Regions from separate parts of the Mus musculus genome. Here regions 1 and 2 are each linked to region 3. A link is a contact called in public HiChIP or PLAC-seq and promoter capture Hi-C data. All regions are on one chromosome and are shown on one strand. Each heading gives the region's core, a stretch centred on a gene start, on an enhancer-like site or on the middle of the called end of the contact. The rest is flanking DNA. Distances are from core to core; before and after follow the strand shown. Region 1 overlaps Gm40302 (a long non-coding RNA gene). Region 2 holds the start of Rbpj (recombination signal binding protein for immunoglobulin kappa J region). Region 3 holds the start of Pi4k2b (phosphatidylinositol 4-kinase type 2 beta).

Region 1 (4,660 bases), core at 1,552-4,051, 590 kb before region 3:
ATCAGTCTGTTCACTCCACCTTGGTGCTTGGTCTAGTTTCTAGCTCAGGGGAAATAGGAGTGTAGAACCACAGAGGAAGACAGCCAGCCATAAAAACAAGTCGAAGCAGTTACATTTTTAATAGATCGGGGGGGGGGGGGGGGGGCGGCGCAGAGGACATGGGGTCAGGGAAGCAAATGCAGATATACAAACATGCCCCTGAGGATTGCCAGATGGCTCAGAGGGTACAAGCTACTGCAGCATAGTTAAGAACCTGAGTCTCATCTCAGGACCCACATAGTAGAACTGACCCCTACAGATTGTCCCTTAACCTCTACAGGCATGCCATGGGAATAGGTGCACACACAAGTGATATATTTTTTAAAGCAAAAATAAAACTGACTTTTGTATGTGTTAATGTAAAACATTAACTAGAAAAGTAAAAATAAAAGCTGAAAAAATTATAACATGCTGGGCTTGGTTGCTACACTAGGGACATATTTTAAATTATGGCTCTCATAGACTAGCAGTAGAAAACTGCTCTGAATTTCAAATGTCCAAGTCCAGACATGGAAAAGATGGTCAGGTGACATTACCAGGATGGTTCCAAGTCACAACAACAACAACAACAACAACAAGAAGGCAGTTTGGTGTGAGCAAGTAGAAAATAAAGTTTACCATTCAAGGTTGCTTTTAGCAACAAACCTTGAGAGTAAGCATGCTCAGATGTACCCAGTGTTACTCCACTGCCACCAGCCAGAGCGCTTGTACTGAAACCGACTAGAATAAGGAAGGTAACCGCTAGCTTTACACACCCACCTTGGGCTGGAGGGAGGGACAGCTTATGGGTTAGATCACTCACTGCCAAAGTTCTTCCAAAGGACTTGGGTTCAGTTCCCAGCAACCATCACTAACTCTGAAAGGACCAGGCCCCCACACAGTGCACATGCCTTCTCATACACATTAAAAAAAAATGTAAAAACTCAAAAACACAATCCCTACTTCTTCCAACCTTTATTGTTGTGTTCACTCTTTCATGCTTACTTCCTGTGATTAGTACACCAGAATGGAAAACTAGATGGGGAGACTGGGCATGGTGGGAGACTTGTAGTCCCCGTGGCAAAAAGATTACTGTCAAGTTAGACTAGCCGAGACCAAATCTACAAAACTGCCAACACCAACTCCACCCGGTCTGTCGGGAACTAGGGCAGAGCCTGGGCATCTTTCAAAACTACTATGAGTACCACAATCCTAGAAGCATGCACCTGATCAAGGTCTGGCACTCAAGGATAACACAGTCAACACCACCACGCTGTGCACTGTAGGCGTGGCTCAACACTGATGACTAGACCAGTGACCTTTAGTTCCACTTCTTCCAAACTCAGGAAAACGCCCATCAGCCCTAGAGCTATGTGTGCTACTCAGTTCTGATCTGAAATGCTGAGTCCCCTCAACAACCATCACTACTGATTGCTTTCTGTCCTCCCACCATGCTGTGTGTTCTCTACTGCCTTCAACCTTACCTGCTGGATAAAACCTGCTACTCACAGACAACCAGTACTCTACCAAAACACACCTATCTGCCATCACATGATGACAACTGTGGGAAACTTGGGTTTCAGAGGCTTCGTCCCTAGTCTCCTTTCCATCAACTTTACAAAGCTACCAGGCGCAGACTTACATAGTGTCTCACTAGAGACACTGCTAAAGCAGCCAGCCGTCCGTGAAATCTTTTACACAAGAAAATAGAATTCCTGTACAAAGGCCCTAAGAGACGCAGGTGCACCTGTCTAAAGTTTAGTGAGTTCCTTCAAAGTCAGCTCCTTGCAGGTATAAGAAGATTAAAAATAATAATAATAAAATATACTTATTTCAAGTCCAAAGTTTCATTAGAAATGATTAAACACAGGATCTAAGTTATATAAAACACAAAGTTTTAACAATCTTATTTAGACCAAGTAGGCTTCAATACGCATTAGTACAGATCACACATTGAAAGTACACTAAAAGTAACATAACAGTATTCTCACTATCAAGAACCAGAAGTTATAAAACATTCTGAAACGGACTGACTACACAAAAATAAACATGTTTCCCTTTATGAGACTGTGGCTATTAACACTCATCAATAGTCCCCTGGATGAAATACCAGGTTCTTTGTTAAGACACTGAACACTGATATCCAAATACCCGAAAGTATGTTTTAGCTACTCATCTTGCTAACAGTTGTACAATTTAAACTGACATGCAGCTAATATTAGGCATTACATTTCTGTTGACTGACAGTCTCAGTCATCCCCTTAAACAGCCACATCTTACCCCTTAAACAGCCACATCTTAATTCATTCTGCTCTATTCAGATTTGAGTAAAACAAAATTTCTTCTTTATGTCCATTATTTCTGCAGGCATAAGCCCACTCTCACATGCTGGACTTTGTAGAGATCAGATGATTAACCTGTGCATGTTTAGAAAAATTTGTTTCCTCCTGGATATTAAAATGATTATTTGTCTAAAAATATCTCATGAGGGTCATACACACATGGGTAGTCGACATCTGAATCCCTTGGCTACCTGCCTGTTGACTCAATCTCAAACCTAAATTAGCTGGTTAGCATAAAACCAAACACTTAAGTCCAAAGCAGTTCTAACTCACAGCCTTCACTACAGTAGTCTGTTTTGTGATAGGCACTTGCTAAAATGTTGTACTTTTTGTTTTTGCCTACTGGAATTTTAAGAAAATGGGTAATTGTGAAATCAGGCAACCCAGTAGCAAAATCGTGTAGCAATTTAAAACTGGAAGCTTTCAAAGTTACACATGACTTATTGCATAATCCAAAAACCTCGATTAAGCTTCACTCAAGAGAAATAAAAAAAATGTCCACATAAAGACCCATAAATCCATGACATTATTCATAGAAATCCAAATATATTTAACTGGCAAACATAAGTACGATATGTAACGAGTAATGGATAAACACTGATAAATATATTTAAACTGGCCTAATTCCACTTCTGATCCTGTTAAAAAGGCAAAACTAAAAACAGAAAAATGCAATGGTTGATGAGAACAAAGGGAACAGTAATTTCAAGGGGCAATGAAAAAATGCTGGGTAATATGATTACTACTGTGGATCTGCCTAACTTTACAAAACTATGTACCCAAGACAAATTCTTATATGCAACCTACACTTCAATAAAGCAGAACTTTAAAAACCATGTTAGCTAGACTACTAATCATCAAAGGTTCACACTGACTTTCGCTTACTCCTCTGCCTTCTGGCTCCACTCCTGTGCCTTTAAGACTTGTCTACTTTTAACTGATCTGCCTCTGGTTCTTACTATGTTCCTTGCACCTGACTCTACAGTTCTTTGTACAAATTTTTAAAGTCAACTAGACCTTATGTTGAGACCATCCTGGATAGTACCAGTCTACCTTTCAAGATAGCCTCACACAATGCCTAGGGCTTAATTGAACAATGGTTTAGAGCATTTATAAAAGGACTAGCAGTCAGTAATGTACCTGCCAATCAAGCATAATGACCCCAGTTTGGATTCCCCAAAGCACATAAAAACACTGCCATTGTGATACTCATCATCTGTAACCCTCGCCACACAGGAGTAGAGGAGGAAGCTGGACCAACAAATGGATAGCCACAGCTCATTGACCAGACAGGCTAGGCAATCAGTGGACTGCGAGTCCAGTGAGAGACCCTGTCTCAAAACAGTAAGGTGGGGAATAAGTAGTGTAGAAGATTGGCTTCTGACACTGGCTTTTGGCCAATGCACTCATACATTTTTTTCTCCCTCCTCCTCAAAAACCTTAAAGTTGACTATCATGTGTTCTTGCATTTCTAACTTCTTAACTAGGTTCAATCTACTCTAGTCTAGGTGTGATATATAAATCTGGTGGAGTATGTCCTAGATTCAATCCACAATATTCCATCTCCAATACCTACAATCTGTTAATTGTAAATAGTGAGTCTACAACAATTTAATGAAGAAAAACCCCCAACACATAGTAATTTAAAAATAAAGTATAGGACACTTGCCAAACACTCAGATTTAAGTTCATCTTATCTATGTAACAATGAGAAGACTACCAAGGAACACTTTTGCTATTCTGAGTTCAAATGGCCTGAGACAATTCAAAGTAAAAGTCAAGTTTCCATAGCCTGGGATGATGCTTGTCTTACTGGTGGCAATACCCTTGTGTAATGGCTGCTTATGAAGCATTGTATTCACAAGTCTTAAAATGCACGTTTTTGTGATGGAACCAGTAAAAAAATTCTGAAGTGAGGCTCCCTCTCCAAGTCCTCTAATATGTATTATATACAAACCATAATCAGTGTATAAATAAGTATCTACCAAGCCAGTCAATTTTACATCTCATATGGATTAAATCTGATTTTATACTAGTAAAATGCACCATCAGGTAGACACGTCCCAACAAACTCAACAATCTGAGATCAATCCCCAAGACCCAACGGTAGGATAACAATGATAGGAGTAACAGAAATTAATGAGCAATGAGCCGATAAGCCAGAACAAAGAAGGACTTCTAATCAGCTTCTCTATGAAGTGTATGAGTCAGCCCTAGAAGTCTAGGTTGTTAGGTACACCTGAGTACTTTTCATAGCCTCCAGGTAGGTTCTGCTAGAAAGTCTCTAATAATACAGTTCT
Region 2 (5,011 bases), core at 613-3,112, 850 kb after region 3:
GAGGAAGGAAACAAAACTGGCGTTTTAAGTCATCTGGGGGGGAGGGGAGACAGAAACTGGTATGTATGTAGGATTCCTTTAAAGGCTAGGAACAGACTAAGGGGAAGCTATTTAAATCGTGTTCTCGTACCACAATGCAAACGTTTGAGATCGCTAAGCTCAGCTTTCCCGGAGCCTTGCCGGCTCACAAAGCCATCGAAGACACTATAAAGGAAAACAAAACAAAACAAAAAACAAAACAAAAACAAAACAAACAAACAAACAAAAAAACCCCAAACCAACCATTGCTAGAATAGTTAAGGGAATCCAAACTTGTTGTAGAGCAAGTGAAGTGGAGGCCAGACTAGGTGACTCAGATGCATGACTCAAAGCCGACACGGGGCTGGCTGACAGCTCCCGGAGGCGGGGGGCACCACGTCTGTCACATTTCAGGAAAGTACCAGGCTCGGGAGGGCGACAGGAAGCCTCCCCGGCGCGTGCGTGAGTGTGCCGGGGCGGCCTCAGCCCGCCGCTCCCCGCCACGCGCCCACCGCCCCGCCCCGCCCCGCCTCGCGGGCGCCTGTCGGACCCTGCCTTCCGCGTCCCGGGAGCCGCACGGGACGAACACCTGTCGGGGCCCCGGCTCTGCGCGATGTAGGGCGCACGCCCAGCCGCCCGCGGGGTGGGTAGGAGAGCGCGTTCTCGCGAGGCTTAGGAAATTTCCCACGGCCCGTGTTGTGTCTGAGCCGAGCGGTGGAAGGCGCTCGGGAGGAGGTGTAGCGTGAGACTCCGGCTGCCCGCATTGCGCACATGCGCAGTGGCGCGAGCGCGCCGCGCCAATCCTGCGGCGCTCCGGAGCGGGTCTCGGGCGGGCTGATCCAGTTCTCCGGGTTTTTTGTGGCTCCCTGCGGGAGGCAGGCAATGCAGGAGCTGGGAAATCTCTTGGAAAGCAAAGGGCCGGGAAGGGGGGGGGGGGGGAGCAGGGAGGATCAGCAGGTAGGGGACCGGAGGGACAGGTCTCGGGCCACCACCTGCCGAGAGGTGTCCCAGGCAAGACAAGCATCGGGCGACAGCATCGGGCCACCGCCGGAGGAGCTGTTTCTAGGCAGTTACCTACACGTCTGCACCCACACCTACATCCTGCAAGCTGGCTGCTGCCATGAGTTCCCCAGGCAGTCGGAGCTGGGCGGGTAGCTCGCTCCCAAGTGCCCGGGCTTGTAGTGGTGGCTCTGGGGACAACCATTCGGGGCTCTGACGTGTGGGTGCAAAGTGAACATCGGGGGGTTAGGGGGGACACCTTTGCGCGAGGCTGACCTCGGGATGACCCCAGCTCGCATCGGGGAGAAGCGGCGAAAGGCACAGAGCTTATCCCCTAATGCTTTTCCCCTGCAGAGCTCTTGGGAAGGGTCAGCTCACGCGGCGATCACGCCTGTCTCGCCGCGTGTGCGGGTCGTGCGGGAGCAAATGAATGGAGACAGTCGCTGGCAGGTCACCGGGGACCGGGGCTCTGTCCCGATCTCCGCCGCTCCGGCACCTGATACTGAGATTAGCATAAGGGAGGTGTCCAGTGAACGTCGGAATGAATGAAAAAGGCTGGGAACCCGCGGCGAGCGGGAAGCCACTTGGAAAACACCCACTCGAGGAGGCGTCTCCTCTAGGCCTGTGAGACGCTCGCATTTTCCCAGGACCCCTCCTCCCGGCCCCGGGGCCCCGCCTCCTGACCCCTCCAGTCCCGGTCCCCGTAGTAATGCCCTCCGGTTTTCCTCAGTCTCCACGTACGTCCCCGAGGGCGCGTCCCAAAACCCGGATAACCGGAGCGCTCCCCATGGACTACTCGGAGGGCTTGTCCGCGGAGGAGCGGCCTGCGCATGCTCCATCGGCGGGGTAGGTTTCTAGGGAAAGGCAGTGAGCAGATCCCTTAGTCCGCGGGCGGCGCGAGGCGGCTGGCTCCCGGCGGCGGCGGCGGCGAAGCGGGGAAAGACGGCGCGGGGGCCGGGTGGCAGCGATCGGCGAGGCCGAGGGAAGGGGCGGGGGAGAGGAGCAGGGAAAGGCGGCGGGGGGAATCTCGCGAGGGTTGGAGTTTTGGCGAGAGTTTGTGGAAGATGGCGCCTGTTGTGACAGGGTAAGTCTGAGGGGGCAGCGAGTGCTGGGAACCGGGAAAGTTGCGGGCGTCTGACCGCCGGCGGCAGGCGGCGGGCCGGGGCCGCGCGGCGCGCCGGGGCCTCGGGAGGCGGCGCGGGGCGGCGACGCGATGGCGCGGGCCGGTGCGGGGCTCGCCCGTGCGCCGCGGTGGAGCGGGCTCCGGGCGCGTGAGGGCGGGCGGTGGCGAGGCCGGCGGCTGCGGGCGGAGTGCGGCCGGCGCGCGGGGCCGTAGGCACCGTGCCCGGCGCGCGCCCCCCTCGGCGGGCCTGGCGGGGATCCCGGCGCAGCTTTGTTCCCCGTGCGTGGCCCGCGTCGCCTGTCCTCCCAGCCGCTGCCCTGGGCGCCGGAGCGCTTTGTCTGTGTGCGCTGCCCCCCGCGATTCTGCCCCCAGCCCTTTGTTTCGCCGCCTTAGGCTCTCTGTGGGAGCCGCTGCGCGCCCCGCATCCCGTCTGCACCTCCACTCCGCCCGCTGTCCCTCCTCCCGTGCCCCTTTGTTGTATCCCTCTCTTCAGTAGCTGGGTGACCTGCCATAGCCCTGGCACCAGATTACTGCCGTTCTCTTTCTTCCATTGTCTTTCTCGTGTGTATCCCCTCTCACCTTTTTCTCTTTGGTCCTCACCCCCCCCCCCCAAGGCTTTGTCTCCCCTATGTAGTGTCTCATTCTCTTAGCATCCCCTTCCCCTCGCGTCACTGCCTGATTTATCCGCTGCCCACTGTGTCTGTCTGTTGAACTGTCTCAACCCCGGGGACTCCATCTGGTGCTTCTAAGTGCGCACAGACTCTAGGGTTTGCTTTTGTTGTTTGAGTCTGGGAGATGCTTGAGATACTTAAGTTTGCTCCTTCCGCGCCCCTCCTTTCTTCCTTCGCACCCATTTCTCTCGGGATCACACCCCTACCCACCCCTATGCGCCCCTCTCTTGGGATTAAAACGACCCCACTTTTCTTTGCCATCTTTCTGGGCCCGTGATTGTTTTGCTTGGTAAGAGTAGCGCTGGAAAAGGATCTCGATTTCTTGATGGTTATTGCCGTCCCCATCATTGGCTTCTGACGGCCCCAGGCCAAGGGCATCCGCAGTAGCCTTGCACCTGGGTTACCTGAGGGCTAATGGAAGGGTATATTTTAAGACTGTTAGAAGTAGGCTCAAAGGTACTTCCCACCCCCCCACCCCACCCCCTGTTGGTGATGGAGAATAGTTTCAGATATTCGCAGTGGATGTGCGTTTGATGTGAATAGGAGGTGAGTGAATTTTGATGTTGTAAACTTGTGAATGTTGGGCTGATGAAGTTTATCTTTTTTTTTTTCCCCTGGAATTTGTATCTACAGTTTTAATGACTTTTCGGAGACATCTGGCTTGGGAATTTGATCAATGGCTTGCTTCTTCATAATTTAAATGAGTTTACCATTTATGGTTGTTTGAATTTGCAGTTTGAGTGTGTAGTTTGTGATTTTTACTTCTGTGGATGTGTGGCAACTCCTATTCCGACGTTGGGAATCAGGTGCCAAAGAGCAGAGTGTAGTTTTGGTTTGATGAATACTGCTTTGAGGATCTTTGTGGGATACATTAATTACGGGCAGTCTAAAGACTGGTAGCTTTCAGTTTGGTTATCTTAAAAGGTACTTCCTTATGTTACTTGAGCATTAAGTTGTTTTCAGCTCTTATTGTTATGGTAATGTTAAAAGCTTGGGTGAAGTCTGGGGGTGTGGTGTAGGATATTGTATACTAATGGCCTGAATTACTGCATCAGGGTTGAAATAATTTAGGGTTGTAAATACTGAATGTATTGTTCAGAAATATTCTTCCACTAGTTGATCACTACTTTTAGAAGATACATTACCCTTAAAGTCATATGCAGCTTCTTCTCTATATAAAGTTGTACACAAAGAGTTGTTGAGGACATAGAAGATGAGGTCTAAGGAATGTTGGCACTTTGGAAAGCTTTTTAAAAACGTGGTTATTAGAATTTATAGGCGGAATACTTGCAGTATAAGGCACACTTTATGAACATACATGAAATTGTGAGAATTTGCATTTGTTTCATACTTAGTGCATAACTCGAGGCTAAAATTGGGCACACTGGTTCTGATCGTGAGCACAGTGCAAATTCTGTATAGTAATGCAATGTAGTTTGTTCTGATTTATGCATTTGAGAACGATCACAAAGACATCATAAAGTTAGCTTCACAACTTGAGGGGGTTGTTTCTAAGCATGTGAGACTTTTATACTTTCAGCCCAAAGGCTAGGAGTGAAATAAAAATGGTGCCTTAACTTAGACAGTGGGCATTTGGAAATATAATGAACGGTGGCTGGGTACCTTTCTGAGTATTATTTCATCTTTAAACTTATTACCCCGACATGTTTGTGGGGAATCGTTCTATTACATACGTCTAGGCACTCAGTTTTAAACAGTTAAGTTTAGGTAAAAGTTACTTCTTGATGTATACTCACAGACTTGTATGATCTCTTAAGTGGGTAAAATATACAAGTAAAAAGCTGCTATGGCCAGCTGTGATTCCTTAGATAATCGTTGGTATTATGGATGGGTCCAGCGTTAGAAGGAAATGGTTATGTTCTAAAGGTCTTACCTGTTTTAATTCTGAGGTTTACTTAGTTTTTGAAATAAGACTTGGCTTGAAAGCAAGCACTATTTTGCATTTTGCTTCCTCCTAATACTAGATTCATGTTATTTCAGCTAGGGGCAGTATTTTCTCATGGATTGACTAAAAATTGTTATTTTTGGCATTTGGCTTTGTGATTATTTCCAAGATATGTTGTTTCCTCTGCCAGCTTCCTAACTGTGCAGAATGGGAATGGAATAACTTGCCACATCTGTAGAGGTGCACCCTGCCCTAGGTAGAGCCCCCTTGGATGAACAGTGTGCTTAAGGTCTA
Region 3 (4,383 bases), core at 615-3,114:
ACCTAGGACGAGCAGTAAGCCTAAGAAGGGTAAAGCAGTTACTAATATCAGACAACCCGGACTTCAAAGCCAGAGAATAACTAGAGATAAGAAAAAATAGTTTAGAGTAATTGTTAAGAAGGCCAAAGCAGGACTGGCGCAGGGCTTGCTACTGATCTTGTGTTTCTTTTATTCTGCAGGACCTACAGGCTGGAAAGAGAACACTAACTTCTGCAAGTTGTTCTCTGACCTTCACACACACATGTAGTATTTTAATTCAAAATCTAAAATTACTAGGAAGTCATAAAAGCCAACTGAGCATACAAATCCACAGTAATAAGGATTGTAATAACCTCCTCTCAGTACTAGATGAAAAAGTCTGTGGTAAATGGGTAACCTGCACAACACTGGCAATACTTAAATAATAGAATCAACTGGGAGATAAAAACCATCCAACCACCATGTGGTGGTGGCGCACACCTTTAATCTCAGTGCTTGAGAGGCAGAAGCAGGTAGATCTGAGTTTAAGGCCAGCCAGGATGGCCAGGGCAACTCAGAGAAATCCCATCTTAGAAAAAAAGCAAAAACAAACAAAGAAACAAAAAGCCACTGAACTATAGAATCTATGTTCTTCATAAAACTGCACATAGAACATTTGTCCCATCCAAAAAACAACAACAATAAAGAAGGATGAAACAAACAAGATAAAAATTTCAAAATAGTAGGTGGATGGCATTACTCACAGTGGATGGGGTTCTTTCATATCAAACATTAATCAAGAAATTCCCCAAAGATATGCTCACAAACTATTCTGATGGAGCCAGTTCCTCAATGGAGTGTCCTTCTCCCCAAGAGAGTCTTTTGTATCAAGTGGACAAAAACTAACCAGCACAGTACTTAAATTTGAAAATTAATACATTTCAAAGTAGTAGATCAAAGAGGAAAATCCTAAAAGTAATTATAAACTATTATCAGCTGAGTCAAAAGTGAAGCACACTACATCAAAAACAGTGGAACCGCAGCTAAAGCAAAGCTCTGAAGGCAACTCAGCTCTAAAGGCATTATGTTTAAAAGGTAGGAACCTCCTCGATTTTTTTTTTTTTTTTTTTTTTTTGTTTTTTGTTTTTTTCGAGACAGGGTTTCTTTGTGTAGCTCTGGCTGTCCTGGAACTCACTATGTAGACCAGGCTGGCCTGGAACTCAGAAATCTGCCTGTCTCTGCCTCCCGAGTGTTGGGATTAAAGGCGTGCGCCACCACGCCCGGGTCTTCCTCGATGTTTTAATCTTTACTAAACAACTAGGAAAAGAAAAGTGAAACAGATGAGTAGTAAGAAGCAAAATAAAAATAAAAAATAAAGTCAGCGAAGTAGGGAAAAAAATTAGCACAGCCGAAATACAGCCTTTGAAAGATTTCTAAGTGTTGACACACCTTAGTTTAACTTCAGTCAAAGCAAAAGAAATCTATAAATTACCACTATCAAGAATGTCTAAACATACACTCCCGTCTCGATTTTAGTAGCAAATAAATGCATATAATGCACAGATTATGATTACAAAACTATATATTTAACATATGGACTATAGTAATAGAAGTAGCTCCCAGCCTTCATGAACTTTTAGAGAAAAGTTAGTGAAATAAATGTATATTATGTATATAGTAATAAGAGAGGACTATTTAGGTTGGAAGGGATGCACCTCCCGCGGAAATGACGCTGGTCCTGGCTTTCTGCTGGATCCACTGCAATGGCTGGCAACGCTCTGGGAGTTGAGACACAGGTGGCCATCAATGCCCTACCCCGCCCCGCCCCGCCCCACCCTCGCTTGCCCCACCCCCTGTCCTTCTGCGCAGGCGTAAGGAAGGCGTCCCGGGGCTCGAGAGGCGGGGCGTGGCCGGCGGCTGGGCGTGGCCGGCGCGGGCTGGTGGACTGGTGAGGTGGCGTCGGTGGGAGCAGTCCCCCGCGGTTTGGCGTGATGCTGGGGTCCCAGTCCGGAGCCCGGCGGCTCTGAGCGCCGGAGCCGCCCCGGGACATCATGGCGGAGGCCTGCGAGCCCACCCGCCCCTCGGAGGACGAGGACGAGGAGCGGGAGCCGCTGCTGCCTCGCGTTGCCTGGGCCCAGCCGCGGAGGGTCGCGCCCGGGAGCGCCGTGAGAATGCAGGCGGACGAGGGCGCGGATGTCCTCCGCGAGCCCGCTACCGACGAGCCGCCGGCGGTGTCCGGGGAAGGGTCGATCTCCGCGAGCTTGTCCACCGAGCTGGATCGGACCCGCACTACGAGCTCAGGTGCGACCCATGCGCGCGCGCAACCCGCCCTTCCCTGCCTCAGTTTCCTCTCACCTTTCCCTCTGTGGCAGGAGAACGGGGACCACTAAAATCTCACTCTGTAGGCTTCCCCAAAGAGTCAGTCCAAGTGGGAACCCAACACTGAGGGAAACTTCATCCAGGACTGTGACGTAAGTTGTTTGTTCAAGTTTGGACTTAAGTTCTGAATTAAGAACGCACAACGATCCAGAAAGTTCTCGTCGGAGTCATGAGTTTACAGGGCGGATGATAAGCCGAGAGATAATAGGAAGGGATGACCATTTGCCGCTGGGACAAGTTTCAAAACTTTCTATTAAATGTTGCTATTGTGACGTTAGCCAGAGGGGGCGGAGGCGGGCGAACTCCTGCCGCCAGCTCTCTGCAAAGTATATTTGCGCGCTTAAAAAGAAAAACACCTTTTCATTATCTCCTGGGCTGATTTTAAGTGGACCTTTGAAAGAGAGGCTAACTAACAATGTTTAAACTAAAAATTAAGGCATGCTATTGCAGGCCTGGGTGTCTGTGTGGTGAGTTTGGACCGGTGGAGTGGAGTGTGGCTGAAATGGAGTAGATTTGTATGAGATCCATCTGGAGTCTAGACTGGCTTTTTTTTTTTTTTTTTTTTTCCCTTTTTCTCCTACTTGATGATGATAGGATGGATCCAAAGAAGTATCATATGCACTATTCCACGAGCATCATTCCATATGACTCCTTGTGGAAAAGCCACAGGGAAGGTAGTTGTTATTAATACTGCATTTCTTAGAAGTTAAGTTTATTTGACCTACCAGTGTGCTAATGTGACTTGAAATGATTTGAACAGGGCAAGTCAAGAGTTCTAACAACTTTTATTCAAACACAAATCCTCTAAATAAGAGACCTAAAGGAAGTCGTCTCTGAAACACATTAACTACATAGGGGTCTGCCCTTACCACGACGTTAGCTGATGGATGAGTTTGCCATGCAACACTGAATAGAGCAAAGGAATGTGAAGTTTTCCACTTTCACAAATCTCTGTTCAGCCAGCTGCAGTGGACACTTTGGCCCTATCTGAGGTAGAATCTAGTCTGTGAGGTAGCTAAGATCCATATGGCTGCTACTTGCCCCAGAGTTACCTCGTGTGTTAGATTGAAATAGAGCCTTGAAATAGAGTCTTGAAAAACTTTTACTGTTTGAGTGGGTTGGATTGGTTTGTGTGTTTTCTTTGTTGTCAACACTTATATTAAGGCTAAAGTCAAAAGGACGAGAATGTGGTAGCTAAAATGCAAATGGATTATAAGAACTCTTAGCTCCTCGGTGGTGATAGCTAGGTCAGAGTTCACAGTTTAAGATGAGTTTTGACATTGGTTCTCACAGCAGCACAATGGGTGAGTTGTCGCTGACCCTCTTTGTGAAAACTGAAACTTAGTAAAACGGTAATAATGGTGGCTCCTATTCCAAGATGTTTGCACAGTCACAGATCCAGGAAGTGGTCAAGTTATGACTGAGCCACTTCTTTTCTCTTCCAGGTCCTGAACTTTGTCCGTTTTACTCTAGGAGTCTGTGTTACAAAACAACTACTGCTTTGGGGTATTATGTAGGTTCTTTTTAAAAGGATTTTTTTTTCTGACTCTTTATTCTACTTAAAGTGTTTAAAACTAGCAAAGGTTTATGATTGAATAATTTAACTACTTTTAAGTTTAATATATTAAAAGTGTCCTTTAGCTCTTTTGTCTTTTACATGCAGTTGTCATGAGAACACCTTTAAGTTTTTAGATTAGTATTGACATTTCTGGTGTTTAACTATTTTATTTATACAACCGCGAGCCTTATGTTCTTGAGCCAGTGGAGAATGTCATGCATCTCTGGTCTTTATATTAACAATGTAGTTGGCAGATTCTAGAAGTCTCCTGAACTGTAGTGCTATTAAGTCAGTATTCAGTCATTGAAACCAGTGAATGAGGCTGTAATAATACTGGTATACTAGGTGCACGTGCTGGCTGTGTTCTCTGCACTTCACATGTAATAGATTGAAAGTAGCCCTATGAAATAAGCACTACTTTGGATTCCCACATAAAAAAAGCAAGCTTGACTTGGTGGTACATACCTGTAATCTCAACACTTAGGTGG

Evidence for each region. Promoter capture Hi-C pulls out the DNA fragments that hold promoters and counts their contacts. HiChIP or PLAC-seq counts read pairs in DNA pulled down with a chosen protein or histone mark.
Region 1: a contact with region 3 is called in an H3K4me3 HiChIP or PLAC-seq map of bone marrow-derived macrophages, with 2.6 times the contacts expected there. The contact joins the enhancer-like site here to the promoter of Pi4k2b in region 3. A contact is called at or near these places in 6 of 39 promoter capture datasets (the 3T3-L1 cell line, the HPC-7 cell line, cranial neural crest and 3 more), 1 of 15 datasets of contacts at CTCF or cohesin (large pre-B cells) and 12 of 115 datasets of contacts at active chromatin or transcription factors (the 230-238 cell line, acute myeloid leukemia, bone marrow-derived macrophages and 7 more).
Region 2: a contact with region 3 is called in a promoter capture Hi-C map of pre-B cells, with 4 times the contacts expected there. The contact joins the promoter of Rbpj here to the promoter of Pi4k2b in region 3. A contact is called at or near these places in 2 of 39 promoter capture datasets (liver and pre-B cells), 3 of 484 Hi-C or Micro-C datasets (LSK cells, embryonic stem cells and pre-B cells), 2 of 115 datasets of contacts at active chromatin or transcription factors (large pre-B cells and thymic regulatory T cells) and 1 of 9 other capture datasets (adipose tissue).

The regions. Positions count from the first base shown.
Region 1 is chr5:52,144,575-52,149,234 of GRCm38.p6, forward strand. Gm40302 (a long non-coding RNA gene) reads left to right here. Exons shown (of 3, transcript XR_868417.3): 3 at 1-3,178. Among named protein-coding and RNA genes, the nearest start is that of Mir6417, 11 kb to the left of the region's middle. Within about 2 kb of position 2,802, at least 10 of the 459 cell types and tissues checked have an H3K27ac peak or open chromatin away from gene starts, as enhancers often do. A contact at or near this core is called in bone marrow-derived macrophages, where this site is marked.
Region 2 is chr5:53,588,624-53,593,634 of GRCm38.p6, forward strand. Rbpj (recombination signal binding protein for immunoglobulin kappa J region) reads left to right here and starts at 1,863. Exons shown (of 11, transcript NM_001080927.2): 1 at 1,863-2,101. The coding sequence starts at 2,082.
Region 3 is chr5:52,739,710-52,744,092 of GRCm38.p6, forward strand. It overlaps Pi4k2b (phosphatidylinositol 4-kinase type 2 beta), which reads left to right and starts at 1,865. Exons shown (of 10, transcript NM_025951.3): 1 at 1,865-2,259. The coding sequence starts at 2,010.